2 separate regions of the Mus musculus genome follow, and region 2 is linked to region 1. The links are chromatin contacts, called in public HiChIP or PLAC-seq maps. All regions are on one chromosome and are shown on one strand. Each heading gives the region's core, a stretch centred on a gene start, on an enhancer-like site or on the middle of the called end of the contact. The rest is flanking DNA. Distances are from core to core; before and after follow the strand shown.

Region 1 (3,513 bases), core at 708-3,207:
ACTCCTCTCTGGAGTAAGAGACTCCAGGTAGGAAGGGCAGAACCCGAGTGCATGCTCAGTGCTCCAGCTCGCATTTCTGTTGCTATGACAACATACCCGCCTATCTGGCTGGCTATTTCACCTTACAGTCCATAAAGAGGGAAAGTGAAGGCAGAGACTGAAGGGCCACAACTCAGTCAAGAACAGAGATAAATGGAAGTGAGCATGCTTCACACTCAGTTTTCCTTTGCTGTTACATGGTTCAAAACCCAAACACTGGGGGCTAAAGATCTTGAGTTCAGCTCAGAGCCAGCACTAAATGGTGGCTCACAATTTTCTGTAATGACACCCTTCCACACCTACTACACCCTATGGGAATGTCACAGTGGTCAGTGAGTGTGTACAGGTGTCCGTTGAAGTCCTGTAGAAGACAGGCTATACCAGTGAACCAGGTTGGCAGTACCCCCATCTCTACCCAGCCTATCTCACATACCCCACTACAGGTCTCATAGTACCCCAAAGGAGCCTGAGGAGGCACCATGCCTGAGCGTGTGCTCCAACAGTCCAAGCTGCATTGCCTTCGGCTCCCCCTCTGGCAGCACAGCACAAGAAGACAACACACTCATACACATAAATAAAAATTTCCAACGGTCTTCCACCCAGGGCTGGAGAGATGGCTCAGAGGTTAAGAGCACTGACTGCTCTCTTAGAGGTCCTGAGTTCAAGTCCCAGCCCACATGGTGGCTCACAACCATCTATAATGAGGCCTGGTGCCCTCTTCTGGTTTGCAGGCATATATGCAGGCAGAACACTGCATACATAATAAATAAAGTCTTCCACTCAGGACCAGAGCTACCAACGACAGCAGGAAGGGGTGGCAGACCCTAGGGGACTCTAGTTTGTATCAAGTTGTCCAATTAGGGTGCCCAGAAGGGCCACAAGACCGTAGCCAGCCAGCCCATGTCGTTATTCAATTGCAGAGGCAAAAAAACAAAACAAAACACTCCACTGAAGTACAGGCTATACCAGACCAGAGAACACAATTGGCTGGGAGACAGCAAGGTGACCCACACATCCCAGAAACTCTGTGGGAGTTCCAATACATAATTGATGCCCTTTGTTAGATGGAGAAGGTGCCTTCCTGGGTTTTCTCAACAGGGATATCACATTGTAACACTGCATCCTAGAAGTTCAAGTCTACAGAGATAGTGCCAGGACAACCAAGGCTACATAAAGAAACCTGTCTCAAAGCAAACTAAACAAACAAACAAACACCCAAAATAACTAGTATGGCCTTGTGGGCCATGCTAGCCTCTCCAGGAACTAAAAAGCTGAGGCAGTAGTTCAGGGCCAACTGCAGCCTACATAGAGAGTTACAGAAGAGCCTGGGTTCCATCCACACACACACACAACCTTCAAATAACAAAAGTACATTTGAAGCTAGGAAAGCGAGTTGTCATGGAAACAGACTTTGTGGTAACTTAAGAACAATGAACTTGGCTAGCATTAAGAGCTGATGACATCTGTCTTCCCAGTTCACAAGAAGACCACTTTAGGCAGGGCTACCAGGCTACCAGGAGTTGGGAGAAGGCCTGGGCTACACGGGCAGTTGGAGCCGGCCTGTTCTGCCCCTGCCTCACCCGCTTCTCCTGCATCTTTTCGAAGGCTGCCTGCGCCGGCGTGCGCTTGTCCAGGCAGCGCCTTTTCTCCTCCTCGCTCTTCTTGCTCGTCCCCATGGCCTCCAGCATCTTGGCCTTGTCTTTGTCTTTCTTCTTCTTCTTCCTGAGAGAGAGGGGGACGGTAAGAGGGGCCGGAGCTGGGGGTCGGCCCTCAGGGACAGACCGCGGGCTCCCGGGCCTCACCGCTTTGTCACGCCGAGCTCTGCCACGCCTTTCAGCTTCAGGGGGCCCTTCTGGACTTGCTCGTAGGCCTCCATAGCGCTCGCAAGCCGTGCCCCGGGAACTCCGCCACACTTCCTGTTTGCATACAGTACTTCCGGCCGAAACCCTCCTCGCTTCCTTCTGATTGGTCAGCTAGGACGCACGCGTCCTCAGGGTTCAGAGTAAGTGCACACTTCCGGTCTCGGGTAGTCTTGGCAACTGTCCAACAACATAGCTCGCCTAAAGACACACTTCGTATTTGGGCGTCCATTTCTGACTTTATGGGCATCCACTTTTGCTTTGTGGCATTATTTACTTAATTACTTTTTTTCCAATTTAGAAAATTACAATTACCCAGAACTCCAGAGACAGAGACAGGAGGATCTCTGGATCTCTGGATTCAGCGTGTTTTATGTAGTGACTTCAGGTCAGCCAGAACTAAAGACTGTGTCTCGAAATAAGTAATAAGAAAGAATAAATCTGGGGCTGGTGAGATGGCTCAGTGGGTAAGAGCACCCGACTGCTCTTCCGAAGGTCCAGAGTTCAAATCCCAGCAACCACATGGTGGCTCACAACCATCCGTAACAAGATCTGACTCCCTCTTCTGGTGTGTCTGAAGACAGCTACAATGTACTTACATATAATAATAAATAAATCTTAAAAAAAAAAAGAAAGAATAAATCTTTAAAATTACATTAAAAGTTAGTTACCTGTATACGTGTATGTGAGTGTGTGTACACACGTGCCAGAGCACACGTGGAGTACAGAGGACACTTTGCAGTACTCTCAGGCCTTATGCTGTGGGTTCCTGGGAATCAGACTGATGTGGTCATATTTATAGACGAAGATCCTTTGTCTGCTGAGTCATCTCAATGGTCACAATTATTTTTCTGTGAGTTTGAGGGCAGAAGTGTCATGACACTAAATGAGTCTGATAAACGTGGAATTTGCTGTGTAGACTGCTCTGACCTCTAGCTTGCTGCAGTTCTGACTGAGCATGCAGAAAACTGGAACTGCAGGTGTGTGCCACTGCCCTAGCTTGTCTTGTTGATGTTTTATAGAGGACAGGCTTGCTATGTAGCAGATGATTAAACTGTCTTTTTGGTTGTTTGTTTGTTTTGAGACAGGGTCTCACTGTGTAGCCTTGGCTGTCCTTGTACTCCTTATGTAGGCTATGCTGTTGTGAATTCAGGGATATCCACCTGCCTCTGCCTCCCAAGGGCTGAGTTTAAAGGTGCGTGCCACCATGCCCAGCAACCTTACTTCCCAACTACTGGGATCACAGATGTGCTGGGATTTTTTTTTTTCTATAGCAATTTTGGGGAGTGGGGAGGTTACATTTATTTATTTGTGTGCTGTGTAGAGCAAGTAGAGGTCAGAGCACAACTGTGGGAGCTGCTTTGCTCCTTCCACTGTGTGTCCAGGGAATCAGGCCCCTACTGCTGTTCTGTGAGAGGCTCTCTCTGTGTGCGAGGCTCTCCTTACACAGCCCCGAAGCTTGTGACTCCCTTAGTTCTGGATGTTAAGCCTGAGCCACTACACCAGGCTCACTTATTATTCTATATCTGATGGCTATTCTTGGTTTACAGCTTGACTACATCTTGAATTAAATAAAACTCAATAAAAGTGTTGATTTTTTTCTAAGTAAATCATT
Region 2 (3,513 bases), core at 463-2,962, 53 kb before region 1:
GAACACTGGATTAGTATGTGCGATGTTCTGGGTTCCTTCTCCAACACAACAAAAATATAATGACTAAAATAGCAACCAGGTAAGAAGTTTTCTCTAGCAGAATTTGTCAGGGTCTCAGGAGCCCCGGGTACTGTCCCCTCACTTCCTTATGTACAGTTACCACCTGGTCCCCCGGTGCTCAGATCTGCCCCCCAGGCCACCATTTGCTGGAACCCAGCACAGAGGTGGCAGCATAGGGTCAGGCTCACAGGTGGTTGTCACTAGCTCACAGTGGCAAAGGGGAAATGGGGCTTTCGTGGTCTCTGGGTCCTCAATTTGCATAACTACTTTTACATAGAAACCTTTCCAAGCTGTGCTCAGCAACCCTGCAGTGGGCCGTGGGGCAGGGCCCAGGGACAGCCACTGGTGCTTCCCATTTTGGGGGAACGTTATCACCAATGTCTTCCTAGAAAGGTGACAGTGTGGTGACAGCTGGCACCCTAGGTCTCCTGGTGGCATCTCTGCCTTTCTCTGGCATCTGGGAAGGATGACACCTTTCTGAGGTTGGAGAGGACACTGACTCTGTGGAGGTGACAGTGACCACTGGAAGAGCCTTTCCTAAGTGGGCCCCCCTCATGTGCCCTGTGATATCTCAGGAACCCCTCTGGGAAATGTCATACTCCAGTCTACTTGTGCAGTGGAGGGAACTGAAGTTAGATGGAACAGCTGTCTAAGCAGATGTTGCCCTTCCCCCACCCTGGGTTGATGACAAATCCACTTCAGAAGGGGTGCAGGTCAGTAGCAGGGTGCAGGCCAGTAGTGGGGTGTGGGTCAGTAACAGGTTATCTCAGAGCTCTGAACGCCTGAACAGGGTCCCACCTTTGTTCTGGGTGGGAGGGACTGAAGGGAGCACAATGACTACTTACTTAATGTAGATGGCTTTGCTGTGTTGCATTGGGTGCTGGGGGGAGGGGGAGTATGAACATGTGGGTGTAGGTGCCTGTGGAGGACAGAAGAGGGTGCTAGAGCCCTGGAGCTACAGTTGTAGGTGGCTGTGAACCTCCATGTGGGAACTGAACCTGGGTCCTTCACAAGACCAAGTGCTCTTAACTACTGAGCCATCTCCCCTGCTCTTAACTACCCCTACCATCTCCCCTGCTCTGTTTCTAAGCTTCTAAGCTAAGACCTGTTCCTTCTATATAGCCTAGACTAGCTTCAAACCCGTGGCAATCCTCCTGCCCCAGCTCCCCAAGTCTTGATAATCCCCAAGTGTGAGCCACCATACTCAGCTGTTTGTTTGTTTGTTGTTTGAACTTCAGGCCAAGTTCAAGAATCAATCCCTCTGCCTCTGAGTGAGGTATGACAGGCTGAGTCACTATGCACAGCTCTTTTCCTTTTGAAATTTCTGGTTTTTGGTTTGGGGAAATTCTTTGTTTGTTTGTTTTGTTGTTGACAGAATCTCACTATGTAGCTCAGGCTAGTCTCAAACTTGCAGTGTTCCTCCTGCCTCTGTTTCTGAGTACTGAACCAACAGGCTCTGCCACTGTGCCCACCTCCCAGAGCTTCCTTGGTGCCGACTGAGCCCTTCTCCCCACCCCCCCCAGCCCTCTACTTCTCTGTGTTTCCTACTCAGAACAGCTTTCTCAGAAATGCCAGCCCTGCAGCTTGTGAAACATCCTCTCCACTGCCTGGCATCTCAGTGGAGCTTGCTGTGCAAACATGCAGGGGACTCGTGGCTCAGTGAGCGCCACCTATGGGGGGCTGAAGGGATGCTCTCCAGGCCCTTCCTACCTGCTGTTCCCCTAGCATGGGAGTCCACTGTGAGTGTCACTTGGACACAGTGGTTCTATGCTCCCTCTAGACACCAAGGGGAGGAGAAGACAAGGCTATGAGTGGGCAGCCAGGGGCCCCTCTATCTGTAACCCTGCAGTCTGGCTTTGTTGAGCCTCAGTTTCCCCTTTGGGAAATGGGATGATGCTCTGTACTTGGTTATGGATGTCTCAGTTCCTGGTACTGGAAGGCCTTGAATATACCCTCTTTATCCTGGTATGATGGTGCACACCTTCCATCCCCATCCTGGCAGACAGGCGGGTGGCTCTCTGTGAGTTCCAGGCCGGCTTGGTCTCTATATACTCGATAGTGGTCTTTCTCAGACTCCTGCTGCCATTTGTCTGCTCCATCCCACCTCCCAACCCCCACCCCTTTTAAAAATTGACAGGGAAAAGATACTGCCTGCTGTGACCAGCCTTTGGGAAGGTGAGGCAGGAAGATTACAAGATCCATCAATCTGAGCTACAGAGCTTTGGGCATCCCTGACTCACGAAGGTATGATGTGTATGTGGCTGTAGCTCTGAATACACGAACCAGGCCCAGGTCCCACCCCAGTGCACATCAGCTGGGTGTGGCACACATGTCTGATCTCAGCATAGGGAGGGAGGAAAGATGATCTGGAGTCAAGGTCAGGGCTGGTCAGTTTGGTAAAAGATCTTGCTGCCAAGCTCAATGATTTGTTCAACCCTTAGAACCCAGATGGTAGGAGAGAACCAATTCCTTCCTACAAGTAGTCCTCTAACCCCCAAACACGTCCATTGACAACTAAGAAATAAACATAATTTTAAAATCAAACAAAATTAAACAAAGGTCTAGAGAGATGCATCGGTAGATAAGCTCACTGCCTGTGCCTGCAGAGAACCTGAGCTGGGACCCTGGAACTCACGTGGCCCAGTCACAACCCTTAGTCCAGTTCCAGGTCCACAGGCCTTCATAGCCACCTGCATACACGGGCACACAGATAACTAAAATACATTGTTACACTAATTAGTTGCTAGCTAAATTAAAAAAGAGGGGAGGAGGGCTGAGAACGGGAAGGGAGGGGGAGAGGCGAGGAGGGGTGAGGAGGGGCAGGGTGGGGCGGCAATTGGAAGCTGAGACCCGGAGGTAATCTGTAGATGTCTGATAAGGCTGGAGTTGTAGATGGGGACTGGAAGGGCAGCCAGGCACGTGGGGTGTACTGAGGCAGGGTCTCTCTAAGTACTGCCCGGGGTGGGGGGAAGGCCCTGAAGGCATTAGCACATTTAACCAGAGGGCTGCCCAGGTCCAAGTCTCCTGTAGTGGCTGCAACTTTCACCAGCCCAATTTTCAAAGTTGTGTACCTGGGCCCCTGGGAGGTAAGGAGCCTCCCGACATGGAAGCCAGCCCTGAGGAGGGAGCTCGGACCTGCAGGTCTTTGACTTCTATTCCTCACCAGTACTTACAGATATTGAGGGACACGTGGCCACACTGAGGCCTGGCACAGGCTAGTAACCCACCAAGAGTCTTTGGCCCAGAGTGACTTTTCAGGCACAGGGGCTGGGAGCTGCCCTCTGGGTGGGGTCTGGCCGAGTTATATCTGGCACAGCCGTTCCCTTTGGGTGGCTGCAGCTGCCCAGGCGGGGGCCACAGTGCCTGCTTCACCACCCGTCCCGGCAGGTGCCAGTGGCCGCTTTACATAGCCACGCTTGGCGTCCTTCGCTTGCCTCTGCCTGGCTCTGAGCA

Evidence for each region. HiChIP or PLAC-seq counts read pairs in DNA pulled down with a chosen protein or histone mark.
Region 2: an H3K27ac HiChIP or PLAC-seq map of embryonic stem cells shows a contact between it and region 1, with 7 read pairs. The contact joins the enhancer-like site here to the promoter of Fam32a in region 1. A contact is called at or near these places in 1 of 39 promoter capture datasets (embryonic stem cells), 2 of 115 datasets of contacts at active chromatin or transcription factors (effector CD8 T cells and embryonic stem cells) and 1 of 9 other capture datasets (adipose tissue).

What each region holds. Positions count from the first base shown.
Region 1 is chr8:72,218,189-72,221,701 of GRCm38.p6, reverse strand. It overlaps Fam32a (family with sequence similarity 32, member A), which reads right to left and starts at 1,957. Exons shown (of 4, transcript NM_026455.5): 1 at 1,842-1,957; 2 at 1,620-1,761. The coding sequence starts at 1,915.
Region 2 is chr8:72,270,775-72,274,287 of GRCm38.p6, reverse strand. No RefSeq gene overlaps it. Among named protein-coding and RNA genes, the nearest start is that of Gm51537, 9.4 kb to the left of the region's middle. Within about 2 kb of position 1,712, at least 72 of the 459 cell types and tissues checked have an H3K27ac peak or open chromatin away from gene starts, as enhancers often do. A contact at or near this core is called in embryonic stem cells, where this site is marked.